Regions from separate parts of the Mus musculus genome. Here regions 1, 2, 3 and 5 are each linked to region 4. A link is a contact called in public HiChIP or PLAC-seq and Micro-C data. All regions are on one chromosome and are shown on one strand. Each heading gives the region's core, a stretch centred on a gene start, on an enhancer-like site or on the middle of the called end of the contact. The rest is flanking DNA. Distances are from core to core; before and after follow the strand shown.

Evidence for each region. Hi-C and Micro-C count contacts between places; a contact is called where the count stands out from the background. HiChIP or PLAC-seq counts read pairs in DNA pulled down with a chosen protein or histone mark.
Region 1: an H3K27ac HiChIP or PLAC-seq map of embryonic stem cells shows a contact between it and region 4, with 5 times the contacts expected there. The contact joins the promoter of Alg14 here to the enhancer-like site in region 4. A contact is called at or near these places in 10 of 39 promoter capture datasets (the C10 cell line, the HPC-7 cell line, the SN4741 cell line and 6 more), 1 of 15 datasets of contacts at CTCF or cohesin (embryonic stem cells), 17 of 115 datasets of contacts at active chromatin or transcription factors (the 230-238 cell line, T-cell acute lymphoblastic leukemia, acute myeloid leukemia and 8 more) and 1 of 9 other capture datasets (liver).
Region 2: a contact with region 4 is called in an H3K27ac HiChIP or PLAC-seq map of embryonic stem cells, with 2.3 times the contacts expected there. The contact joins two enhancer-like sites. A contact is called at or near these places in 1 of 15 datasets of contacts at CTCF or cohesin (the NIH/3T3 cell line), 1 of 115 datasets of contacts at active chromatin or transcription factors (embryonic stem cells) and 1 of 9 other capture datasets (liver).
Region 3: a Micro-C map of embryonic stem cells shows a contact between it and region 4, with 4 times the contacts expected there. The contact joins the promoter of Cnn3 here to the enhancer-like site in region 4. A contact is called at or near these places in 1 of 39 promoter capture datasets (hippocampal neurons), 1 of 484 Hi-C or Micro-C datasets (embryonic stem cells) and 3 of 115 datasets of contacts at active chromatin or transcription factors (embryonic basal ganglia and embryonic stem cells).
Region 5: a contact with region 4 is called in an H3K27ac HiChIP or PLAC-seq map of embryonic stem cells, with 3 times the contacts expected there. The contact joins two enhancer-like sites. A contact is called at or near these places in 1 of 39 promoter capture datasets (liver), 1 of 15 datasets of contacts at CTCF or cohesin (the NIH/3T3 cell line), 3 of 484 Hi-C or Micro-C datasets (the Patski cell line, brown adipocytes and liver), 6 of 115 datasets of contacts at active chromatin or transcription factors (embryonic stem cells and pancreatic cancer cells) and 1 of 9 other capture datasets (embryonic stem cells).

What each region holds. Positions count from the first base shown.
Region 1 is chr3:121,290,424-121,293,123 of GRCm38.p6, forward strand. Alg14 (asparagine-linked glycosylation 14) reads left to right here and starts at 1,317. Exons shown (of 4, transcript NM_024178.3): 1 at 1,317-1,560. The coding sequence starts at 1,425.
Region 2 is chr3:121,468,332-121,471,031 of GRCm38.p6, forward strand. All of the region lies in intron 12 of Slc44a3 (solute carrier family 44, member 3), which reads right to left. Among named protein-coding and RNA genes, the nearest start is that of Cnn3, 43 kb to the left of the region's middle. Within about 2 kb of position 1,435, at least 156 of the 459 cell types and tissues checked have an H3K27ac peak or open chromatin away from gene starts, as enhancers often do. A contact at or near this core is called in embryonic stem cells, where this site is marked.
Region 3 is chr3:121,425,121-121,427,820 of GRCm38.p6, forward strand. It overlaps Cnn3 (calponin 3, acidic), which reads left to right and starts at 1,421. Exons shown (of 7, transcript NM_028044.2): 1 at 1,421-1,708. The coding sequence starts at 1,652.
Region 4 is chr3:121,793,053-121,795,752 of GRCm38.p6, forward strand. The region is part of intron 2 of Abcd3 (ATP-binding cassette, sub-family D (ALD), member 3); the gene reads right to left. Among named protein-coding and RNA genes, the nearest start is that of Abcd3, 21 kb to the right of the region's middle. Within about 2 kb of position 1,364, at least 14 of the 459 cell types and tissues checked have an H3K27ac peak or open chromatin away from gene starts, as enhancers often do. A contact at or near this core is called in embryonic stem cells and epiblast stem cells, where this site is marked.
Region 5 is chr3:122,144,277-122,146,976 of GRCm38.p6, forward strand. All of the region lies in intron 32 of Abca4 (ATP-binding cassette, sub-family A (ABC1), member 4), which reads left to right. Among named protein-coding and RNA genes, the nearest start is that of Gm40138, 19 kb to the left of the region's middle. Within about 2 kb of position 1,450, at least 6 of the 459 cell types and tissues checked have an H3K27ac peak or open chromatin away from gene starts, as enhancers often do. A contact at or near this core is called in embryonic stem cells, where this site is marked.

The DNA.
Region 1 (2,700 bases), core at 67-2,566, 500 kb before region 4:
CCTTTGTGCTGTCTCCCCGCCCCCACCCCCACCCCCCCAGCCCTTGAGCCACAAATGATATCTGTCTAAAAGTCTGGCATTCTTATTGATTTTCATCACATAAATAACCTCAGGCAAATTAACTTTTGTGTAATCTATTTCCCTATTGTAATTCAAAGAGTAACATTTACATAGAACCTGACTGTAAAGAATGAGGTTAAGAAGGAGTGATGAAAGAGCCCACAGGCACCGTGCTATAATATCAACAAGATAGAGATACAGTCAGGAAATCTCCCAAGCAGTTTGCTGACTCGGGAACCAACACACCTAGCTTTATAAGGAGATCTCAGGGCGCCTTCCTGGAACTTCTGACTCAGTATCGCTCCCAAAAGCATTCTAGGCTCCAGGTAAATGTGATCGTCAATCCAAACTGAATTTAACAACGGACCATATGGTGTAGCATTCTTAGGCAGCAGGAGTTAGGATTTCTGGTTTCTAATTCTAGACATGACATTATTGCATTTAGGCCAATTTGTAGCACCTTTCTCGACCTGTCTGCATGCCTGACCTATTCAATCTGTAACCCCATAAGGGTCTGAAGGAATGTTTGTTGTCAAGAGGTTTTATTTTGCTGTAATTTAGGCTAAGTTCACAAACGCACGCACAACTGGGATTAGAGTGGGCAGTGGAAGTCTATCATTTCAGAGGACCGCGGGAGGAATAAGCCAGAAATGCTTTGTGATAAACTTAACTGCAGGGCTATGTCTTCCTCCCTTGCTACCTGAAGCCAAGGGGTTTCCAATCCTCCCAGGAATATGACATAGCTTGAAGTGATCCGGATTCTGGTTATAGTTTGAGATCTGTGAAACTGTCTAGAAAACATAAATGTCAGGAAAGGGCGGATTTGAATGTTTTCCCCCTAAGAGTATGCCTCTGACTGGCAAAAATTTTCTAGTTCGGTTTGTCTTGGAACCCGTAAGGAAGAAAGGAAGTAGTGATGTATGCCAGGAGCCTCAGGCAAAACCTGGCAGGACAGGAGCAGCTACTAACCCGGGGCTTCGTGGTCCTTCTACCATACATGTAGTTTGACCTCGCCACTGGCAGAAATCAAACTTCTCCAGCACTTAACTTTCCAACTACACAACTGCAGCACAAACTCGGGTAACAAAACCATTACTGTTCCTTGTAGCGCTTCCTGGGCAAACTGCCCTTAGCCCCACCCATCACGGACAAACCCGGCTCACTGAGACGCAAGAGACGCGTCGTTCTGCGTTTTCCAATCAGAGCCACACTTCTGAACTTTGACCGCCCAACTTGGCAAGCTCCGCCCAGTGCAGACCATCCCCGCCCACAGAGAGGCGCTTTGCTCCCTGTTTGCTCTTAAGCGCGGTGCTTGCAAACTTTAACCGCTGGCGCCAGGTCTACACGCATGCGCCATCCTTTGAATGCTGAGCATTCTGATTCTAGCTGCTACAGCCGCAGGGCTAGTGATCTTGCTATTCCAGCGACTATGGACCGTGCTTGGGCCCCATCACGTCACTCCCCGAGAGTCTCTCAGACTCTTGATCGTGGCTGGATCCGGTAAGTATCCGGGCGGAGGCCGACGGTCTTGAGTTAGGCACTACAAACCCCAGAATGCATCGCGACTCTCTTCGCCCTTCTTAGCGCCTTTAGGAGCGCTGCATGCTGAGATTTGTAGTTTCTTTGCGTTCCCGGAACCGGCCACCCCAGGCAGGAAAAAATGCTGGTTAGCTGACGCCACCCAGCCGCCTGTCATTAAGACAGGTCATTTACACTTGTCTGTAATTAAGCCTCTCTGTAGTGTACTGCTTTCTAACAAATAATTAGCGACGGAGTACGCCGAAGCCTTTTGATGCTGACATATTGTTGCCCTCTTTGCTGCTGTGCGTTATTAATTCTAGGTCTTTGTACTTAGTTTAAGAAATGTGAACATTACATGGTAAACGAAGTAGAGTTGTCGCACTTATGAATGCGCAAAGTCCCTGAGGATAAAAACGTGGACACTCCATACGACGATACCTCCAGAGTGACAGGATATGAGTAATAAACTGTCCAGTCAGCTCTGAACATTTTAAAACTTAAAATTTTAGATGAACAGTTTTGACGAGTGTATAGTTAAACACGACTCAACTTTAAACAACCAAGGTGATACCCAAACCTATATCAATGCTGTCTGGAATACATATGTTATAACCTATTGCTCCAGGGACAGTAAAACAAAACCATTGCCTAACAGAAAATGATGCAGTCAAGACACACAGTAAATTCGAGGTGTTTAAGGCAGCCTCTGCAGGAGACCATACAGTTTTACAGTAGCTTTAAAAAAAATACACACTAATAAAAATACACAAACTAGTAATGTAGTTGTGTATTATTGTTATCAAATGTTATGAACTGTATATAGTAGTATATATTGTACTTTTTTTAAAGACTTGTTTATTATATGTAAGTACACTGTAGTTGTCTTCAGACACACCAGAAGAGGACGTCAGATCTCGTTACGGATGGTTGTGAGCCACCATGTGGTTGCTGGGATTTGAACTCAGGACCTTTGGAAGAGCAGTCAGTGCTCTTAACCGCTGAGCCATCTCACCAGCCCCTATATTGTACTTTTTTATATTGCAGGCAGCACAGTGAATTTGTTCATAGATTACCTTGGGCTACTGTGTTATGGTTGCTGTGTCACTAGACAATAAGGAA
Region 2 (2,700 bases), core at 185-2,684, 320 kb before region 4:
GGTACATATACATATATGCAGGCAAACATTTAAATAAGAATAGCTGAGGGTGGTTACACAGTTTTGCCATCCCAGGGTGGCAGAAAGTGGCAGAGAACAGGAGGCTCACTGGATCTTGCTGGCTACCAGACAGGTCCAGATTCAGTAAGTGGCATTGTCCTGCGGGGGGGGGGGGGGGGGGGGTTGGGGTGGGGAGTGGGGTGGCGGTGGTGGTAGAGAGCGATACATCAGGAAACCTGGTGTCCTTCTCAGGCCTCTATGAGTGTGTGTGTTCGTGTGCGTGTGTACTCATACACACACACACACACCTGCATGCATGCATGCACACATGTGTTTACAAAATGATTCACAGTGGACCAGGCACCCTCTTCTGATCACATAACTTGGCCTTAGCTCAGTAAAATAATCACTGTAGGCACTATGATTCCCATTTAATAGAATTTTAATCATTGTGTTATTAGGTAACCAAAAAAAGCTAGATTAACTCTTTATTTTGAGAGAGTTCTCCAAAAATATTAACACTTAGAAAGTCCTCCCTCCACCCCCCATCTTTAAATTAAAACTTAATCTTGCCCAGCCTGACCCTTATCCTCTATCCCCTGAGAGCACCCATCTGTCCTCCCCGAAAACTGAACCGGCAGGCAGCATCTTTTGATGGCAGAGCTGTGAACTGGAGCTGCTGTTGACTCGTCAAAAAAGTAAATAGAGTTTTCCTCCAGAGAGAAGGGAAGGGATTCACCCCAAAGCCCTGCCATGAATAGCCGGCTTTATTTCTGGAATGGCTTCTCTGAGTTCTGATTTTATTCACTCAAAATAAAGAACTCCTGAAACAAACTTGAGTAACTAATACACCCTCAGACCTCAGAGACACACAGGGGTAGCTGAGTCCACGCACATCCAGACCCCTTCCGAGGCCCCTAGAAAAACTTGCAGGAACTAGTCCAAGCCAGTTTCATCTCTGATTTTATCACAAACACATGGAGAGGAAGTCAAGGCACCCGGCAGACACGCCCGAGCCTTCCAGGGTCTGGCATTCACCAGTCCCTTCAAGAATTCACTGTTTACCAGGCTGCAAACCACCACCAGAGAGACTGTGAGAGGGGAAGCCTGCCAGCGGCCGCCTCTGTCCTCTTCAGGGGTCCTGCCAGGAGGGAGGGATGAGACATGGAGGAGAGGAGAGGGGAGGGGAGGCCGAGAGTTACTCCTGCCAAGAAAGTAGAAGCAGGGCAATGCAGTCTTGTTTGCTTTTCTGAAATTTTATTTGCTTTTAGGCTTAATTTTTAGAATGGCCTCATTCTTTCCAAGCTCATCACTGTGGCCGGGGGTGGGGGTGGGGGGGTGGGGTGGGGGCGAATTAAGCATCAGAGAGACAGAGAAGAAAGGAAACAACTGATCAGTCTCAAGTAGCCCCGGTGAAGGCCACTGCCTCCTTTGCCTCCCCACATTCCTTGGCAAATATGCACGGTTGAAAGGACAGGCAGGCACACAGAGGAGCCCAAAGCCAATAGAACTGATTTCTACAGGGTTTTTCAGTGAAAGTACAAACGTTGTCAAGTAAAGAAAGTGATGTTCAACTCCCACTGAAGGAATATTTGAATTTCTCACAAATACTTTCACATGTGAGGATTAGCTTTCTAAAACCCCTTTTCTATTCATTTTTAACTTACTTTAATTTTGTTTTACTTATTACTAGGTTGTGTGTGCGCATGTGCATGTGAATACACAAATCTTATGGCACATGTGTGAGGTCCAAGGACAGCATCACTTGGTTGTCAGTCCTCTCTTCCCACTGTGGGGTCCAGGAATGGAACTCAGGACCAAGCTTGTGTGTAGCAAGCAGTGTTACCCAGTAAGCTATCTCCCTGGTCCTAAACCCCTTTTTAAAATGAATCATGGAAAACTGGGACTAGAAAGTTTCTATGCTCAGTGGATCAAGTACTTGTCCTAGAGGCCTGAAGAACTAAGTCAGATCCATAGAACTCAAGTTAAAAATCTAAACAAAACAAGCCAACTCTTGCCTTTAACCCCAGCATCTAGAGGCAGAGGTGGGCAGATCTCTGTGAGTTCAAGGCTGCTTGGTCTACAGAGTGAGTTCAGGGCCAGCCAGGGCTACATAGTGAGACCTTGTCTCAAAACAAACAAACAAACACACAGACTAACCTTGTGGTGGCACATGAGTTTTGTAGTCACAGCCTTTGGAAGGCGGAGCCAGGTTGGTCCTGGTGGCTCACTGTCCAGCCAGCCTAGCCTACCTGGTGGGTCCCACGCCACTTCGAGACCCTGTCTCAAACAAAGGTGGGCAGTGCCTGAACACAGAAGGTTGTCCTCTGGCCTCTCATGCTATGCACACATGTGCACTCACACCTTCAACACACATGACTTAAACCAACATGAAAACTATTGCTGCGTTTAAATAATATTTCTTTTAGGTTTATTAATTTTAGGAGTTTGGGAGAGGCATCAGTTTTTCTGGAACTGGAGCTACAGACCATTGTGAACCACTGTGTGTGTGCTGGTGCCCCAACCTGGGTCCTCTGGAAGAGCAGCCAGTGTTCCTAACCACTGAGCCATCCGTCCAGTCCCATACAAACTGTTATGAGGGCTAAAAGACTTCTTTTCCTTAGCATTGTGTTTTAGCTTTAGGGAGTGTTGATTGTGATAGTTCTCTTTCTCTCTGGCTTCTTGACTTCATGGTTTCCA
Region 3 (2,700 bases), core at 171-2,670, 370 kb before region 4:
TGCACCTTATAGCGTTGATGAAAAATTCTTTCAGCTGACAGAAATTCTGTGCCTTTTTCTTTTCTCTGTAGCTTAGGCAGACCTCTGGTTCTATCCCAACACAGCAATCCTCTTTGTGCTGGGATAGAGTGCTTGAGACACTATGCCACACTCCCTTATTTCTATCCCAGAAAGGTTCAACTTGGGCTATTTGGGCTTCTCTTTTCCATGCAAGTGGCTGACCCTGGTCCTGTAGTCTCTTCTGGAATGTCAGCTGTATTTGGGAAACATAAACCAACATACTGACACCCAGAGGACTAAAACCTGTCCTAGATGTGCCCCAAGACACCAAGGCAAGCGGTGACACTCTGGAGGCAGTGATAGCTGTCATTATTAGGAATCTCTGAGTTGCAGCCTTCAAGCCACTAAAACGGATCTGAAGTCTACCGAGTAAGTTTTGGGAAAGTGAATGAGCTAATCTTTCAAAGACATATAGCCCAGTGTAGTGCCAGGAACACAGGCAGGGGACAGCGTGCTCTCTGTTCTCACCTTTCCTCTATCAGTTTGCCTTTGAGATCAGAAGAAAGGAAAGGGGACGGAAAAGAATACAGAGTGCTGATTCAAAGAGATTAAAAAACAAACCAAAGCAGGTAGACTTCTCAGTCAAGGCAGTCCTCTAATTAAAAACAAATAAACTACCTAGCCTTTTGGGCTGGCTGAACCCCCGGTGAAGGTGCTTGCCAAGGGCAACTGGTGGGACTCCAGAAAAGGACCCAAAAAGCTGTACCCCCTCCCCCCAAAACCTGGCTGTGCCACAACACTTTCCCAATTTCTTTCGCTCTGCATTCAAAGTTTAGACAGGATGAGCAGGACTTTGGCAAAGAGCGTTGACCGAGGCAGAGGTCAGCCCCACAGGTGCGGCAGCTGCGTGGGGAGGGAGACTTGGCAGATGTCCACGCAGGCCTCCCCCCCCCGCCCCCGGCCTGGCACGTGGATTCGAAGGCTGCTCCCCGGGTTTCCAGCGCAACATCTGGGCGCGCTGTAGCCCGGGAGGAGACGGATGGAGTGGCCGGTCAGCGGCGGGCCAGCTCGGGGAGCTTCCTGTCCCCCTCCACCGTCGGAGCGCCACAGATGCCTGGGAGTTGATGAGAACCAAGGCGGCTGAGAAGCCCCTAGGCGCCGGGGCGGGGCGGTCGCAGCCCGCTGACCAGCGGGGAGGAGGGGCGCCGAGGTCCTAGGTGGCGTGAGGGCGGGGCCGGGGGCTGGGACCCCGCGGGAGGGAGCGCCGCGCCCGCCGCGCTGCCATTGGCCGGGAAGCCTTGGAGCAGGCGAGGGGGGAGGAGGCGGCGCTCATTGGTCGGGCTCGCCGGCCAATCCCTGGAGGCCCGGGGGTGGGTGGGGGGAGACCAGGCTGGGGGCAGAGCGTGCGGAGCCGCGGAGCGGGCAGCGAGCAGGGCAGCCGGTCCCAGTCCAGAGCGACCCGGAGCCTCCGCGGGACTCGAGTCCTAGCGAACCTCGAAGCATCATCCGCGTCCGTCTGCGGCGTTCGGGCTTCTCCGGCGCCGCGCAGGGGAGCGAGCTCGTGCATCACCCGCGCGGCCGCCGCTGGGGCTAAGAGCAGGGACACCGAGGGTGACTGACCGCTAGAACTCTTCCAGTCGTCCAAACAGCCATGACCCACTTCAACAAGGGCCCTTCCTACGGGCTCTCCGCCGAAGTTAAGAACAAGGTACGCGCGCGGGCGGGCTGGGGGTTTGCCGCGGCGGTGGGGGCGCTGGGAGCCGCCGCGGAGAGACGTCGAGGCTGCGGGAGAGAGAGATGCTCCTCGGCTCGCGGAGCCTGGCTCGCACGCGTTGGTGCTGGCTTTGTTCCCGCGCCGCGGCCCCGGCGGGCGGTGGGGGTTCCCGGACGCCTGGAGTCCCGCAGCGCCGCAGGGCCCGCTCCAAGGCTGTAGGGTGCGCCCCTCCGGGAAGGGGGCGCTCCTGAGTGGCCTGTGGCCCTTAGGCGGGGCCCTGCCTTACGGCTGGGTCTCCGGGAGTTGCCGCCCCCGCCATCCGCCTGGGCTGGGGCTGCCGCGGGACCCTGCGTCTCCTCCCATTCCATCCTGGCCCCCTCCTCCCACAAGCGAAGTTGGGCGGTTACGTGGCCAACCCGGGCCCCTCATTGTTCCTTTCCTCCTCCTCCTCCATGGGAGAGTGTCCCGCCGACCCCTGGGACCCGCGGGCGGAAAGGGAGCCCGTCGGTGGTGCCTTGATGCAATCGCCGCTGGTGCGGGAAGCCCAGACAAAGCCTGAACGCGCAGCCTGCGAGCCGGATCAGCTGTAGATGAGAGACTTAGAAATGCAATCCTGAGAAGTTTGCAGCGCGTTGAATTGTCACGATATCTCGGCAGGGTCGCTTTTGTTCGAGGTTTATTTGCTGTGGCGGGTTGCAATTTTGGAGTGATTGGAATCTGGCTGCGTTGCTTTGCTGTGTACTCATCTCAAGAATGCACCAGGGTTTATCTTTCAGACTTTTGGCCTGGAAAAGAGATGAGAGGCGCCCCCCTCCCCAAATCCTCTCTTTCCTTCCTCCCTGCCTGCATTCCAAGTCCATGACATCAGGGGTTTCGGGGAGTGGGGGTGACCAGCCAATCGGCGTGGAACTGCGCACAGACCGCTCATTGTCTCCCTTTTGCTGTTCCGGCCAAAGCGCCACAAAGGAGGGCTGCTGTGGTTTAAT
Region 4 (2,700 bases), core at 114-2,613:
CACATGGTGGCTCACAACCATCCGTAACGAGATCTGACTCCCTCTTCTGGAGTGTCTGAAGACAGCTACAGTGTACTTACATATAATAAATAAATAAATCTTTAAAAAAAAAGAGCACTGACTGATCTTCCAGAGGTCCTAAATTCAAATCCCAGCAGCCATATGGTGGCTCACAGCCATCTGTAATGAGATCTGACGCCCTCTTCTGGTGTGTCTGAAGACAGCTAAAGTATACTCATAAACATAAAATAAATAAATAAATCTTTAAGAAAAAAAAATAAATAAAGAGCCGAGTTTAAGATAGCTGCAACAGTGATTATAGAATCACATCTAAGGGAACTGCGACAGACGCACAGTGGTCACGGGGCCACACTTCCTGTCACTGCAGACAACCATTAAGATGGACAGCTGGATTTATAGCACACACTTGAGCAGCTCTCCGTATTCAGATTCCAAGAAGACAGAATTACCTAACAGGAGAAAGAGAGAGGAGGTGTGCTCTCTGAGAGAAGAGTGTAAGTACTCAAGGGAAAAGCGCAGCCGAAGCTCTGAGAAGCGCAGAGTGAGAAGTGACCAAGTAGCTACTGCTTAGTTTATCTTCTGCAGTGACAGGGTTGAACCAAAGGCTTCATGCACCACCACCACTGCCATGCCCCAGACTCTTCTTAATAAATAGAAACTTTAAAAAAAAATCTTAAACGTGACTTTCCCTAATTTTAAGAAATGTCTGCTGGGCAGTGGTAGCTCACACCTTTAATCCCAGCACTCTGGAGGTAGAGGCAGGTGGATCTCTTGAATTTTAGGCCAGCGTAGTCTACAGAGAGTTCCAGGACAGCTGGGGCTACACAGAGAAGCCCTGTCTAGAAAAAAACAAAAAGGGAGGGAGGGAGGGAGGGAGGGAGGGAGGGAGGGAGGGAGGAAAGAAAGGGAGAGAGGGAGGGAGGGAGGGAGGGAGGGAGGGAGGGAGGGAGGGAGGGAGGGAGGGAGAAGGAGGGAGGGAGGGAGAAGGAGAGAGAGAGAGAGAGAGAGAGAGAGAGAGAGTCAGCCAGCCTGCCTGCCTGCCTTCTGGGTTACTAGATTTATCACTTAATGTTTTCAATATACAACAATCTGCAGATTCTAACTCATAAATTCCTAAGCTCCTTACTATATTCAATCCATTTCTAATAAGAGGAACACAGACAAAAGTAAATGAAGAAGTAATTACAGATCGACTAGCCAGAGTCATGAGAAAAAGAGTAATTTGGGCAGTGAGACACAGAAAGATCTCCACACTGAAATGTGACAAAGTAGAGGGATTAAAGCACAAAGAACAGCAAGTCTGAGTGCACACACCCAGTGCTGAGGACAATGGAGTGCACACTTAGCATCAAGACCTGAGAAAGAAAACGAATGACAAAAGGCAGAGGTGCCTACAAAGCACTGGGCTAAAGGACTAGAGAGGTCATGAATCTGTTGTCAGGACAGAGTTTGAGATAAGATAGTGGCTCCTCCCTTAGAGATTTATTTTCAAATAAATCTACAACCTTCTACAAAGATAAGGAGAAAGTGGCATCTATAGCTTTTGGTGGGAATATCTCCTTTACTATCCTTAGACTGGGAGAGTAGAAAAGAGAAACCCAAAAACTACAAGCTACCCCAGAACACATCCTTCCCAGCCCTTTCCAGACCCCTAGTCAACCATGGGGTGAAAAAGAGAACCATCTCCCTCAAGTTGTCCCAACTCCGTCCCTCTCTTAAAATATTACTAGTAGGTCAGGCATGGTGGTGCCTGCCTCTAAACCCACACCCAGGAGGCAGAGGTAGACAGACCTCTGTGAGTTCAATGCCAGCCAGGCCAGCCAAGGCTACAAAGTGAAACCTTGTCTCAAATAAAAAACAAGGGGTGGGGGGAGTGGCCTTAATGGAGAAATAAATTTTGCTACAATTTGATAGTCAGAGTGGACAAAGAGACAGACAGACAGACCAAGATAGAGAGAAGCGGGTGGGGCTTAAAGGATGTAACAGGGTAATAATCACTTTGATGCTTATTAGTCAATTCTAGAAATAATTTTAAGGAAGAAAAGGAAAGCAAATTAAACTTTATATAATAGCCTATATAGTAATACATACTAGGTATAAGAATTACATTCAAAACCATACTAATAGTACAGATATTAAAGCCAATAAACTGACACAGGGATAAATGCCATTTATTTGAAAAGAATGTCAACTTAGTTACTGCATAACCCCAAATTCCATCCTGTTATAGACCACAGCTGCACTACTCATAAGCTTCATGTTTATGTTAATGTAAAAATCCCTTACCTGGTGATATAACCCACACAACACAATACTACTCAGCATAAAATAGTATAGTAACAATATGAAGAAACCTGAAAACATCATGTTAAGTGAAAGGCCTGCAGGACCACACGTACTGAATGATCGCATTAACATTAAATGCCCCAGAGCAGGCAAATCAATAGACAAACAGTAAATGAGCAGTTGCCAGGGGTAACAAGGAGTGAATGCTACTAGGCATGAGCTTGGGGGGGGGGGGTGGTGTGAATTTAAAAATAATTCTTTTTAAGTTGTTGTTCCTTTTATTGTTGATCTTTTCTGTCTGGCTTTAAGGGGAACATCATTCCTTAATTCTGACTGAAACACACAAGCTGAACCCAGGTCATCATCTCAGCCACAAGGACAGTCAAGTTCATG
Region 5 (2,700 bases), core at 200-2,699, 350 kb after region 4:
AGTCACTAGTGGGCGGGACTTAGTCTTAGAATGGGCGGGACTTAGTCACTAGTGAGCAGGGCTTGGTGTTAGTGTGGGACTTAGTTAGAGTGGGTGGGACTTAATTTTGTCTGTTGAAGAACTGGGGTCTCCTCCCGCATCAGAGTTATAAGCCAACCATTGACACACTCACTTTCTCATCTTTATGTGAAAGAAGGTAACCCCAAAGGTGGAGACCCAAGTTAAGAATGACAAGAGTTGACAGGTGGTGGTGGCACATACCTTTAGTCCTAGCACCTGGGAGACAGAGGCAGGCAAATTTCTGTGAGTTCAAGACCAGCCTGCTCTACAAAGTGAATTCCAGGAACATAGAGAAACCCTGCCTTGATACCCCCTCAAAAAAGAGAGAAAGAGAGAGAGAGAGAGAGAGAGAGAGAGAGAGAGAGAGAGACAGACAAGAGTTGAGACAGAAGAGAGTTGGGCTGTCTAAGCCAGGCATGGGACTAAGAGACACAGAAAGGAGTGGTGGTATTGGATAGTGCCTAAACTATCTGCAAAGGGCAGAGAAGACACAAAAGAGAAATCACAAGTTAGGCCCACAGTAAAGTCAAGGAAGACATCAAAAAGGGCTAACCCAGGGAAAATGAGCAGGAATTAGCTAGGTGTTTATAAAAGGGAAGAGTACCTTAAGAAAAGCCAGCAAAGAGACTTGGAGGTAGCCTGAAGCATGTAGAGTTTGACATAGACAGGACAAGACTTTAAGGGAAATGATGAAGAAGATGGAGTTACACCAGGATAAAGGTCCAGACACCATCTTGGAATAGAAATGGGAAAGAATTAAAAACCAGCTTAGCCTGGGCTGTTGTGGCACATGCCTTTAATCCCAGTACTGAAGAGGCAGAGGCAGGCAGATCTCTGTGAGTTTGAGGCCTGGTCTATGGGGTGGGTTCCAGGACAGCCAGGACTGTCACACAAAGAAACCTTGTCTCAAAAAAACAAAACAAAAAACAAAACAAAACCAAGCAAGCAAGCAAACATGGGCTTAAATCTGGATACAGTGGCCTTTATTTCTAGTTCCAGTGACTGGGAGACTGAAACAAGAGAGTCACTTGAGTACAGGAGTGCAAGGCTAGCTTGAGCAATATAGTAAGACTATCTCAAAATGTGAATTTAGATCAACAGAATTGACATCAAGAAAAATACTGATATCACTCAAAGCAATCTACAGATTCAACACAATCTCCATCAACATGACAATGACTTCCATCAGCATGACAATGACTCCATCAACATGCCAATGGGCCCCATCAACATAACAATGACCCCTATCATCATGACAATGATCCCCATCAACATGACAATGACCTCCATCAACATGACAATTACTCCTGTCAACATGCCAATTGTTGGGGTTCAGAAGTCACCCTGCAAACCACAAGAACACTAATCTCAGTCAAGCAGGGATGGTTTACTGAACGTATATCCAAAGACTGAGTGACCAAGGGAACAGCTCAGACTCTAGAGCTGAAAGCTAGCTGTGCGCTGGACATTTCTCGGGGCCAACTTATAAAGGCTAAAACTGCAAAACCCATAATGAGTTCATATGCAGATGTGGGGGAGCTGTAGACCGGTTGGTCTTTTCTCATGTTTCCTTAGTAATTTAGACAGAACAGTTCAAGCCAACCCCTATCTTGCTTGGTCATGAGTGACGGCTGCAGATGGGGAATTTCTTAAGATTAACAAACCGCAGAATAATCGGAACCTAACAGGGTAGGTGGTCTGCAACAGGGTAGGTGATCTGCATGCCCCTGCTCTGAGTCCAGTTCTTTTTCTGTGACCATGACTGGCGGGCATATTACAGTAACAATAGGAAGTAGCTGCTAGATATGGAGCAAATGGCTACAGCTGTGCTAGGGAGGCTACCTCAACACCGGTGATTTCCATCAGCATGCTGCAGATGACGTTCTTCACGGGAACTGGAAAACGGGGATGTGATAGCTCAGAAGGTTAAGGCCCTTGCTACCAAGCCTGATGACCCGAGTTCAATCCTCTGGATTCAGATTGTAAAACCAAGAGCTGATTGTAAAAAGGAAAAAAAGAAAAACGAAACAAAAACCTGACTCTTGCCAGGTGTCTCGTGACCTCCACATATATGTATGCCCCCACCAGGATAAATAAATAAATATAATGTATTTTTTTAAAGAAATAGAAAAATGATCCAGGATAAATAAATAAATATAATGTATTTTTTTAAAGAAATAGAAAAATGACCCCCCCCCAAAAAATATATATATAACTACACTAAACCCCATCTCCTCGCAGCCAGTGGCTGTCATGAGGAAGACAGATGACTACAACTGCTGATGAGTATACAGAGGGAGAAGGAACCCTTATACACCATCGGTGGGGATATCCATCGAGCCACTACGGAAATCAGTGCAGAGATTCTTTCCAAAAGCTAAGAGTAGAGCAGGTTTGGTCTATACCACTCCTGACATATTTCCAAAGGAACATATGTTAACATACAGTAGATACTCGCACATCCAAGTTTACTGCAGCACTGTTTGCAACAGCCAAGCTAAGGAACCTACCTAGGTGCCTGTCAGAGATGTGATGGGTGAGGTTCTATGCACCCACCACAGAGAAGGATCGAATCCTGTCGTTTCAGAAAAAGGCATGAAACCAGAGAGTAACATATTAATCCAAATGAGCTGGATTTAG